Regions from separate parts of the Mus musculus genome. Here region 1 is linked to region 2. A link is a contact called in public promoter capture Hi-C data. All regions are on one chromosome and are shown on one strand. Each heading gives the region's core, a stretch centred on a gene start, on an enhancer-like site or on the middle of the called end of the contact. The rest is flanking DNA. Distances are from core to core; before and after follow the strand shown. Region 1 holds the start of Lmx1a (LIM homeobox transcription factor 1 alpha). Region 2 holds the start of Lrrc52 (leucine rich repeat containing 52).

The links. Promoter capture Hi-C pulls out the DNA fragments that hold promoters and counts their contacts.
Region 1: a contact with region 2 is called in a promoter capture Hi-C map of liver. The contact joins the promoter of Lmx1a here to the promoter of Lrrc52 in region 2. A contact is called at or near these places in 4 of 39 promoter capture datasets (the C10 cell line, cranial neural crest, embryonic stem cells and 1 more) and 1 of 9 other capture datasets (adipose tissue).

The regions. Positions count from the first base shown.
Region 1 is chr1:167,685,815-167,691,151 of GRCm38.p6, forward strand. Lmx1a (LIM homeobox transcription factor 1 alpha) reads left to right here and starts at 3,744. Exons shown (of 8, transcript NM_033652.5): 1 at 3,744-4,036. The coding sequence starts at 3,961.
Region 2 is chr1:167,463,779-167,469,181 of GRCm38.p6, forward strand. It overlaps Lrrc52 (leucine rich repeat containing 52), which reads right to left and starts at 3,002. Exons shown (of 2, transcript NM_001013382.3): 1 at 2,315-3,002. The coding sequence starts at 2,936.

The sequences.
Region 1 (5,337 bases), core at 2,494-4,993, 220 kb after region 2:
TACTGCCAGGTCAGATGTGCCCACGGGTGAGGCCTAGGTGTTACCCGGGTAACCAACCTCTTTCTGACTGGATTTACAGCCTGCTCCACAAGAGGAAACTCATACTGGATACTGTAAACCTCTCTGGTCAAAAGTCCATGGCTGTGGAGGTTAGAGGTCCTGGAAGGGAAGTCTCCTCCTCTTTCTATCCTCTTCTTCCTCTTCCTCCTGCTGCTGCTAAATGGCCATGTTGCCAAACGACCACCTGAATATTTATGTTTATAGTCATAGATCTATGCTGCTATCAGTCTTGGTTAGAGAAGGTTCACAGAGGGTAGCAAAAAAAGTAGAGACTTATAACTAGCTCACATGCTAAGAATAAATGACTGCATTACTGTGTATGCTCAGCCCCGTGTGCGACATATATACTTGCCCCCCAGTCATCAGGCCTCAGGAATAGGGAGTATCATGGAAGAATAGGTGGAAAGAGTTTAAGAGCTGGCAGATGGGAGGAGTACTGTGATTAGCTGTGTCCCGGGTGTGAAATGGCTCTTGCTCAAGTGGACCCACAGAAGCCATGTCACACCCACAAGATCTACACAAGATCAATCCAGTCAAAATTCAAGTGTGAGAAACTACTGGCAGACTTAGCAAGGTGGAACGATTTTTTTTCTGGGAGTCTGGCCACGGATGGGTTTCGTGCACACAAGACAGCACTTGTTAGACCCAGCAGGTTGCACTGAAAACCAAAAAGAAAAGGACACAAGAAGATGTGTTGGGGGAGGTCTGGGAAGTGAGGATGGATATGATACAAATATATTGGCTATGTATAGAAGTGGGGGAAAGCCACTTGGAACTGAGATTTTTTTTTGCTTATGGAACCTTCCCTGTAGGTTCAGACTACAGCAGAGAGGGTCATTCACCCCTCAGCCAACGAAACACTATTTGTTAAGGCATCTATGCACTTCTGTACTGAGGCAGAACTTACAATGGGATTGTGAGACGTAGTACTTATCTGAAGTGCCCAAACCAACTGGGGGAAAGACAGACTTGGGTGTGCTACACTAACCAGGCTTTCTTCCTGATGCCAGAACCACCAAAAAGACTCAGATCAAACACCATCTATTTATCCATCATCTGGATATTCGCTACTGGATATTTCTTACCCAGTAGTTAAATATGTTTCGTAAACTCAAGACTCTTAGTTAAACAAAAACTCAGCTGGGCACTTAAAATAATATTTCTTGTGGGTGTATGCTGTGTTCTTTTTTTCTTAAAAAAATTCTATCGTATATATTATCTCAAGAATACATGTAATTTATCTCTACCCCCATATCCTGTTCTATCTGGATGGCAGACATGACAAAGGTCAGGTGTTAGAAGACATACCAATAGCCACCTGTTTAACAGCAGAGAAATCTCCTGGCTGTATTAAGCCCCAAAGATTTGTCTAGGACAATAGATAAAATTATTTGTTCTGTCTACCTCACAGGTTTGTCATAGAGATCAAGCAAAACCATGAATATAGGAGCACCCTAAAAAGTTTAAAGCAGTATTCTAATATAGGGTATTAAACTCTCTGCCCTTTCCCCTTGTTCCTCTAAAGTCATATTCTGCGTTTGGCGTGTGCTTGCAGATAGAACACACTTAGGATGCTGCGGGTGGGCAGGGTGTGTGTGTGTGTGTGTGTGTGTGTGTGTCCCTAAGCACAGAAGAGCTTGTTGGACATAAGTTCAGGAAGAGATCTTTTCCTTGGTGAAGGGCACTAGGGAATACTTGCTTACATGGTATGTCTTCTGACCATGCTATAGCGCTGGATTACTGCCACCGAGTTCCTCGCAGTGTAGAAGTGAGGGTGCCCTAGAGAAGCCCATGGAATTGGACCTCCCAACGGTGTTCTGGAGAGCAGGCTAGAATTTCACGTGGACAGGTGTCCCATTTCCTTAGGGCAACCCGAACACTGAGACTATAATTTTCCCCACCTTAAAATTTAAAGATTAGATAAGTTGGCTACGGAATAAAGATTGGCACAAAATTAATGGTCGATAAAATGTTAGCCAACGCAATGATGTGTTTATTGAGTCACTTGGCCCCAGGCTTTTCTTGGAATAGAGGAGCAAGACCCTGTTCCTGCCTCTAGAGAGGCTGGAGGGCTGTCGCTGCAGAATGTTATGAATCACAGGGAATTAAAAACTGCCCCCAGGATCTTCTTTTCTAAGAAAAGTCCCCTTGGCTGACTTCTAGTCTAGCATCCAGCCAGCAGGATAGGATAGAGGGAGCCTGATTCAAGGTTTGGCCATGGGTCCCATTATTGCATTTCCCAGCAGTGAAGTAGTTTCAGCCAGAAACGGTGAGTTGAGTTTTAAGCCAAAACAAATTTGTAAGTTGCAGGAGCAAGTGGGTGAATGAAAATCCGAAGAGCTTGGAGCTTCTGGTGCCAGAGTTCACAAAGCAGAGAGGATTGGGGTTGGGGGCTCTAGGCGATCCCCGCGACCTCCAGGTGTCTGAGGTTAGTCATCACTTACGGTGCAGATCCGAGAGCAACCGGATCCCCATCCCGCCCGCGTGAAGTCTAGGTGGCACGGATCTCTGCCGAGTCTGGGGTGTAGCTCCCCCGGGGCAACCGTTCCACGTGGAGAGAAGGAAAAGTTTGGCGCGTCCGGGAGGTCCGGGCAGCAGACTGGAGCATCAGGCTGTAGCCTCGCGGTGGGTCGAGCAGCCAAGCCGGGGAAACAGAGCACCGCGGGCCCCGCCACGGGACGCGCTCCCAGGCCCCCGCCCTGCGCACCCCACCCCCTTCCCGGGCCGCGCACGCAGCCAGCGGCCACTGTCAGAAACCGCCCGAGCCGCCTCGAAGAAGGCAGGGCGGACTTTGCACCCAGGACCCTGGGCCTCCGGTTCCACCGCCGATCTTGGAGCAGCCGCCTGGTTTCCCCTTCCCGGCTGCAGAGCGGCGCGTGTTGGCGGGACGTCCCGAGGAGGATCGGCGGCTTGAGGCCACGGCCCGGCCCCACTCCGGCGCGCCGAGGAGCGGAATCGGGGGCCGGCGTTCGCTCCTGCTCTCTCCCGGGTGCGCCGGAGTCCGGGCGGCTGCTCTGGCTGCAGCCTAGGGGACGCCTCCTCCCTCCGCCAAAGCTGCCCGGCGTCTCCCGGCCACTTCGCGCTGCTCCGGACGCTGGGCGCGAGCTCGCCCATCAGGTAAGGAAGGCTGCGGGGATCCTTAGGCTCCGGCTCGGGCGGGCGTGTTTCTGAAAGTTGATTTGAAATGCATCCAAGAGTGAACCGGGCCAGTCGCGGCTCCTCCCCAAGGCGACTCCTTTGCTCCTGCAGACGTTCCCGGCACTGGCCGACCGGCGGGAGGACCTCCCCGCGCGCCCCGCACGCCTACTCCCGAGCGCCCCCCCCCCACCCCCCAAGCAGAGCGCTGCGCCAGGAGTACGGAAGCAGGCGGGACAGTCTCCGAGTCCCTTACTCTGCCTCTCTCTAAGACAGGTGAGGGTCGAAAGTGAGTGGTGGTGCCACTGGGATATCGGACCTGGTTGGTCCCGGCTTGGCCCTGGCTCTGAGAGCAGGCGTACCCCCACCCCATCACACAGAGTACCATAGTTCTAGTGGTGGGATCCCTAGGGGCCACATTAGTATAGGATGGGGCGGAGTCGGTCTTGGAATGGGAAACCTGGGGACAGGGGTGGGGGTGGGGGTTAGGAGAACGCAGTTAGGGGGCGGAGGCCTTAGCACATAACGCGTTGACTTCAAGTGAAATCAGAGCCGTCCGAGCAGTTCACGGTGGCTCTTCTCTCTCCTCCCACCTTACATTTCCCTTGTCTGGACTCTACCCTCTAGGCTCATTCTTGTCGCCCTGGACACTGCTTCTGTCCTGTCCCAGGAGAGTGGCAACTGAGGGTGCGGAGTCCCAACAGGCACGGGAAGCTAGACTCAACCGTTCCTCCGCTCTACAGGTCCTCCTGGCTCACCCCGAACATGTTGGACGGCCTGAAGATGGAGGAGAACTTTCAAAGTGCGATTGAGACCTCGGCATCTTTCTCCTCTTTGCTGGGTAAGTGTTCAACCGCATGCTCCCTAGAGCATCCTCCTTCTGCCGGGGCCGGGAGCTCAGTACGTCAGGTCTCTGATACTGGGTTAAGCGACCAGACTAGCACCCTCTTCGCGCGCACACAGAGGTGCCCACAATCTCTGTCTTTCCGTGTCCATCAGTCCTTTTGAGTCGTCCCTACCTAAATACAACCATCAAGCCTCCCCAGGCTTCACGAGTTCAACATCGAATTCCCCAAAGCCTTGAGGGGCGGGCGAGCATGTTCACAAGGCATTTGAGTGGCAAGTGATTAATAATACCCAGGGCTGGATTTTTAATCACGGAGCTGATCGACGGCTCATAAATGCCACCGGTTTCTCAGAGGCCTGTGTCCTAGCATGAGAGATCCGAGGCCCAGAGCGCCCAGGTTCTTCTCTTCCCCCACCAACTGCAGCCCCAATTTTAGTATTGGGCATGGCCGAGAGGCTTTTCCGGGCTGGTGGGCAGCGCTGCGCTGGGATTAGCTTGCACGGCGGGGCCCTTGCCTGGTCTTTAATTAACTGAAGCCGGACCCCTGTTCCGCAAGCTTGGTATCCCTCTACCCCCAACCCAGCCACTTCGAAGGAGCAGAGAATAGAGAGATCCAAAGAGTCATACCCATGGGTCTTTCAGAGTTCAGGCTTGTTTTGCCAGTGTCTCTTCAACTCTCCCTTTGGAATTTTCAAGTTTGGAGAAAAAAATGTTTTGTTTTGTTTTGTTTTTAAATTTTCTTTCTTCCTGTGTTTCTTCCCGCTTCTTTCTGAAGGAGAGATTTTTCTTTTATTTAAACCTCTTGCCTCTTTCTCTAACTTTAGAACCAATAGAGTGGGGCTGAAAAAATTTCGATTATAGAAACCATGTCCAGAGAGAAATCGCCCACTCCACCCCAACAGTTCAGAGGAAACGAAATTACAAAACCCATGCCCTCTTCTTTCAACCTCCCTTTCGAAATTGTCAGGATTTTCTCCCCAGAGCAAGAAGGAAGACGCAGGCTAGAGCCTGTGTGCGGACTCAGGCACACTGGGTTTGGTTCTCTGCACCATGAGACCCGCGACCCATCCTATGGTTTGTCCCAACCATAGGATGGGGTGCTGAGACCAAGACAACAGAAATTTACAATTGAGAACGACCACTTTCTCCCCAGGCCTTCTTGCTGGCTTCCCACCACACAAAACGACCTGTCCAGCTTACAAAGCAGAAAGTGAGATTAGTGTAGTGGTATGGAGAAGGATCGTCCCTTTGGGACATCACAGACAAGAGTGTTCTTGTGGGACAAGGGCTTCTTT
Region 2 (5,403 bases), core at 1,752-4,251:
TTAGTGGTGTGATTTTGGCCCAGCCAGCCTATGGAGACCTGTGAGGATAAATCACAGAGATTTATCTGGCCGTGACCTATCCTTGTCCTCTGAGATACCAGCAGTGACTAGGAACAGTGGGATCGCACTTCTGGAAGTGGCCTCTGAGGCTCTTCTAACCCTCTGGACAACAGGGACAAGCAGCAGGGCCCAATCAGTAGTTGTGGGTCCCACTGGCCAGTGGAGGAAAGCTGTGACTCCTTTATCTATGAGGGGTTTCTGAGCTTGACAAGACAGTTATGCCTTCTGCTGTCTTTGAAAACATGCAGTGAAAAAGACCTGCCTTATAATCTTGTTCAATTATGGGTAGAATTGAAAGAGTCAAGCAGTCCAAAGGAGTCAGCCTGAAAATTCTGAGAAGACACAACTGTAAAAGCAGAAATTTGATTAAGGAAAATTGCAGGAAAGCTTGGTGAACTGCATGGTAGGCTTAGAAGCCAGGGTAGAAGGTAAATTGCCATAGTCAGGTAGGGGAGAAGGTTGCCCTGGCAACCTGGTGGCCATTGCTCAAGAATGATGTGTGTGGATCATAGAAGACCAGCACAAGTTGGGTCTGTCTGCATTCTGTGGTGGAGATGGGGGAGGGGCTCATAAGGTCTTCCCCTTCCTGAGGTGGAGATGGGGGAGGGGCTCATAAGGTTTTCCCCTTCCTGAGGAGCTTCTGGCAGTCAGTGGCTGCTGAGGAAGGGGAAGCCATTTTCTTCAGTGATGGAGCCAATGCTAAGTTGCCCATGTTTCTATAAATAACACCTTGCCTATGCTCAATTAAACTCATTGATCTCTCTCTCTCTCTACACACACACACACACACACACACACACACACACACACACACACCATGAAAGAAGAGAAATGAGTAGGAAAGGAGTGGGATAAGAGACATAATGGGGAGTGAATGTAACATATTATAGGAAGCAACAAATGCTAATTAAAACACATCTGAGCAATAAAAATGTGTAATGTGTGTATGTCTGTGGGGATGGGCAGGAAAAGGTGATATCTTTGCACCAGATACGATGTGAGCTGGCAGGAATAATCACATTTAGGAACTACATTCAATGCAGGGCAGTTGACTCTCTGGGAGAGAACTCTGTAGAACCATCTTAGAGAAGATGGGAAGGAAGCTACTTAGGGCCACCGCTCCTGTCTTCAGTCTTAGTGCTACTGAGATCTCTGACAAAGTTATGGTTCCTTTTTTGTTATTCTAACAACTTAGGATGAGATTTTTGGCAGATGCCCAGGGCACAAAAGTTAAGGAGGCACTTACTCTGAGGGCTTATTCTCAGTGCCTCCTTAAATCTGGTCTGGAAATCCTGGCTTGCTTCACTCCAGTGGGCTTCCTGCCTGGAAGGCCTTTTAGGACACGATCACCCCGGAGCTCTGGAGGAATGATGACTCTCCGTTCTGCAGGCCCGTTCTTGGCTAGGAATCGCCATGTCCCAGGGACAGTACCAGTGGCCCCAGGCTTTCTGTAAGGGGTCTCATTTCTCTGAAGCTCTGACTTACCTGGGGTTGAAGGAGACAACAGAGTCCCTGGGATGGGGATGTGACACACTGGGGTACTAAAGGAACCACTGCAGAGAGGGTTGCCTCAGTGGCAGCACCTAGCTTGGAACTCTCCCCAGGTAAGTCTATAACACCGGACTCTCCCAGCTTGGCACTTTCCTGTGAGCTCAGCATTTTGAAACAAGTCTATCAAAGGCTTTCCTTCTGTCCTCTGTCTTTTGCTGTCCCCGAGGCTCCTGTGCACCCCACCCCTGCCACACCCGTGGAACATTCCCTGAGCCCTGTTGGATTCTCCCTCACCTGTGAAGGACTGAATTTATTTTAGACCCTGGAAAAATTCAGTCACGGCATTAATCAGATTAACACAGTTTACCCAGGGGAGCCCAGTGCCCTTGAATTACTTTGTAACTTTACAATTACAGTACACATTTTGTATCATTTACATACACATTTTGTTGGCTACAATTCTGCAAATTATGTAATATGTACCGGTTTTATGGAATGGAAAACAGGTGCAGAGAAATGAGATTTTTCTAAAGGCACAGGAGTGGTAGGTGACATGTTTGAGTTCTGAATTCTCATTCTAGAACTATTGCTATTAAGCATTATTGCCTCTCCAGTCAACCCAAGGAGGGGGCCGGGCCAAACAGTGACGGTACTTTTTAACCATCTCACACAGCTTTCCCTCCATCCCGATCATCTTTTGACTACCCCTCTCAGAAACCAGTCCCTCCCATGGCATGGCACCCACTGCCAATCAACCCCTTACCTGGGTGGTCCATATGGGACACTAATAAGTGGATGGTGAAGTCCAGGAAGGAGCAGTTGCATATCCAGGGGTTCCCACTTAGGTACAGAGTCTGGAGCACCACCAGGTGGTGGAAGCCATTATGGTCGATGATGTGCAATCCGGTGTTTCTGAGGTCCAGGTACCTCAAAGACGTGGTGTTGGCAAAGACGTATTTGTCAAGATACAACAGGTGAGGGTTGTGTGAAATGTTCAGCCGCACCAGGTTGGTGAGCACTGAGAAGCTGAAAGGGGAGATGGAAGTTAGGTTGTTGGAGCTGAGGTCAAGGTAGATGAGTCTGAAGATCCCGATGAAGGTATAATCCATCACCTCTCGAATCCGGTTGTTCTGACAGTCCAAGTAAACGAGGTCACTGAGGAATCCCAGCTGCAAAGCTGGTAAACTAGTGATTTTGTTATTGTTCAGGTATAGTCTCCGGGTGTTCAGAGGAATATCAGCTGGGTATTCCGTTAGGTGCAAATCTATGCAGGCTACTTCTTGGTCTTGACACACACACTTGTTTGGACACTTGGACCCTGATACCAACCCCATTCCAAGAGAAAAGAGTAACAACTTGGAGCTAGGGCCTGAAGCAAGGGACATAGTAAGAAGCCAAGGTTCCCCTCCTTCTACCTTCCTGAGGGCGGGTACAAGCTGTCCTTCTGATCTGAAGGCTGCCGAGGGGTGGGGCAGGGCAGGGGATGGGTGCTGGAAAAAACTGTAACACTCTAGCTTTGTGCAAAGCAATTTTCCATTACAGGAGAACTGAACAGAAGTTGAAACACGAGGCCCAGTGCCCTGCTGCCGGCTTGGTGGCTCTGCTACTTGCTCAGTCCGAGTGCTGTTGGAAGCTCGCCCACTTGGCAGCTCTGAAAGGTCTCACCCTTTCCCTGCCTTTGTAAGTGAAGGGGAGCCAGGGGAGAACCGCATGACAATGAGGTTGCCAGTTGACACTTTTGTGATGTCAGCAGCCTCGGGAGACTCTGAGGCAGAGGGAGAGAGGTTTCTCACCTCTCCTTCTGGGTGGTCAGGGGTGTTTTGTGTATGTAGGTAAGCTTGCTCTCTGGAGGAGTCAGGCATGCAGGTGTGGGGGGAACACACATGAGGGCCCTGTGTGCAGGTGTGTGCCAGGGCATTCTTGGAGTGTTCATATCAGCTCCACACGGAGGTGTCAGAGAGGATTTGGCCAGATATAAGCCCTTAGTCCATTCCTAGTGGGAACCTGGGATGTCTCCAGCCCTATCATCCTTTCTGGTGATCAGCTTTTAGAGCAGACCGTTTCCTGGTTTCTAAATTTTGAGGGATGTCAGTTGTTTTTAGAAGATAGGAAAGGGGTTTGCCTCTTTTGTAATAAATCCTCTGATAAGGTGAGACTCTTAAGATTTTATTTCTAGGTTTTATACATCCTTGTCTACATTTGGATTGTGTGTGTATGTGTGTGTGTGTGCACACATGCATGTACACATTCTTATTTTAAAAAGACTTTTTTGAACAGTAAGTTATTCCCCTTAAAACAAAGCCCAAACGCAGAATAAAAACCTGTGAGTGTGATAATATGAATCATTTCTTATGACTTGTGTTTTTCAAGGAGTTTAAACACAGCGAGTACAGGTCTAGTGTTTCTACTGTGAGTTTCTGCTCATTAAGTGCTTGACAGATGAAAGGAGTCTCTAGAGGAATGGGGTCTGGGGTGTATAACTCTCTCTGTGGGGGAAGGCATGAGGTCAGAAATGAAGATGAAGCACCTCAGGAGTTAAAATGGGTTATTTATGGAAAGCAGTACCTTATTCTTTAAAAACCTTCACATATAATGTAGGTGGGAATATTAATAGCTCAATGAAACTTGTATTTAGCTTAGCATAGCGCCTGGCACTAGGCATTTAATAAATACTTATTGAATGAATGATGCGTGAATGTCTCTGATGGCTTGCTTCCTTTTCTTGCTTCTCTGCCAAGAGAGAAATGAATAAAGTCGAGTGGATTCATGGCTAGTTAGCTAATGCTTGGTTATGTTTCCTGACTCAGCATTTCTCGGGTGACTGGCTGGGAATTAACGTGATGACTTAGGGATGTTTACTAAATTGAAAGTGACCTTCTTCAGGCAGAAATCTCAAACACTTAATGTAATGACTTAAATGATAGTTTTCCCAATTGAAGCAAGATTTAATTGATAGGGAAGCCAACCTTTCTTTATAATTAAAAAAAAAAATCAGTTAAAAAAAACATAAACAAGTCCCTCCCTCGATCTTAGAACATTGCATCTGAGATAAATTTAGAGCATCTAGTAGAGTCTTCACTGTATCATAGATTAGTCTTCACAGTGGCCGTACTCTCTGGGAGTGCAGCAGCGTGTGATGCTCAGGTTGGGCATCCTAGGACACTCTGGGAGATGTTCCCAGGAGTGATGGTCCCTGACTGACCTCCAGAGCTTTCAGAATGCTCCTACTGTGTCTCTCTACTCTTTGTTTGATGAATGTTTTAATTACAGTGTGTGTATGTGTGCATGAGTATGTGCACGTGTGTGTGTGTGTGTGTGTGTGTGTGTGTGTGTGTGTGTGTGTGGGTGTATGCGTGTGTGTATTTGGGCACGTGTGTGTTTGTGGGGAATGTGTGCATGGACATGACTGTACATGGACGTCAGAGGGTAAGTCTCAGGAGCTCTCTTCCACCGTGTGGGCCCCAGGGACTGAACTCGGGCCATCAGGCTTGGTAACAAGTGGCTTTACCTCGTAAGCCACACCACCAGCTCTTCCACCTTTCTTTTACACCATTCTCCCTCTTAGAGTCTTCTTTCCCTCAGAGGACCATGACTCCAGGTTTCTGCATTTCACTTTCCAGCATTCTTGACTCCAGGACAGGAGCATCAGACCTGGCCTTACCTGTTTGACCATACTATGACAAGCACGCTCCCCTTCAAAAGCCTTAGATAAATAAGCCACGCTAAAGGTGACTGAGTGGCACTAACCAGCTACACCTAACTCCCTGGAATGGCCAACCTCAGGCATCCCCTTTGTTTGAGGTAGCTAAACAGTTTCTAATCCTGAAGCCTCAGGACTCATGGATGCATAGC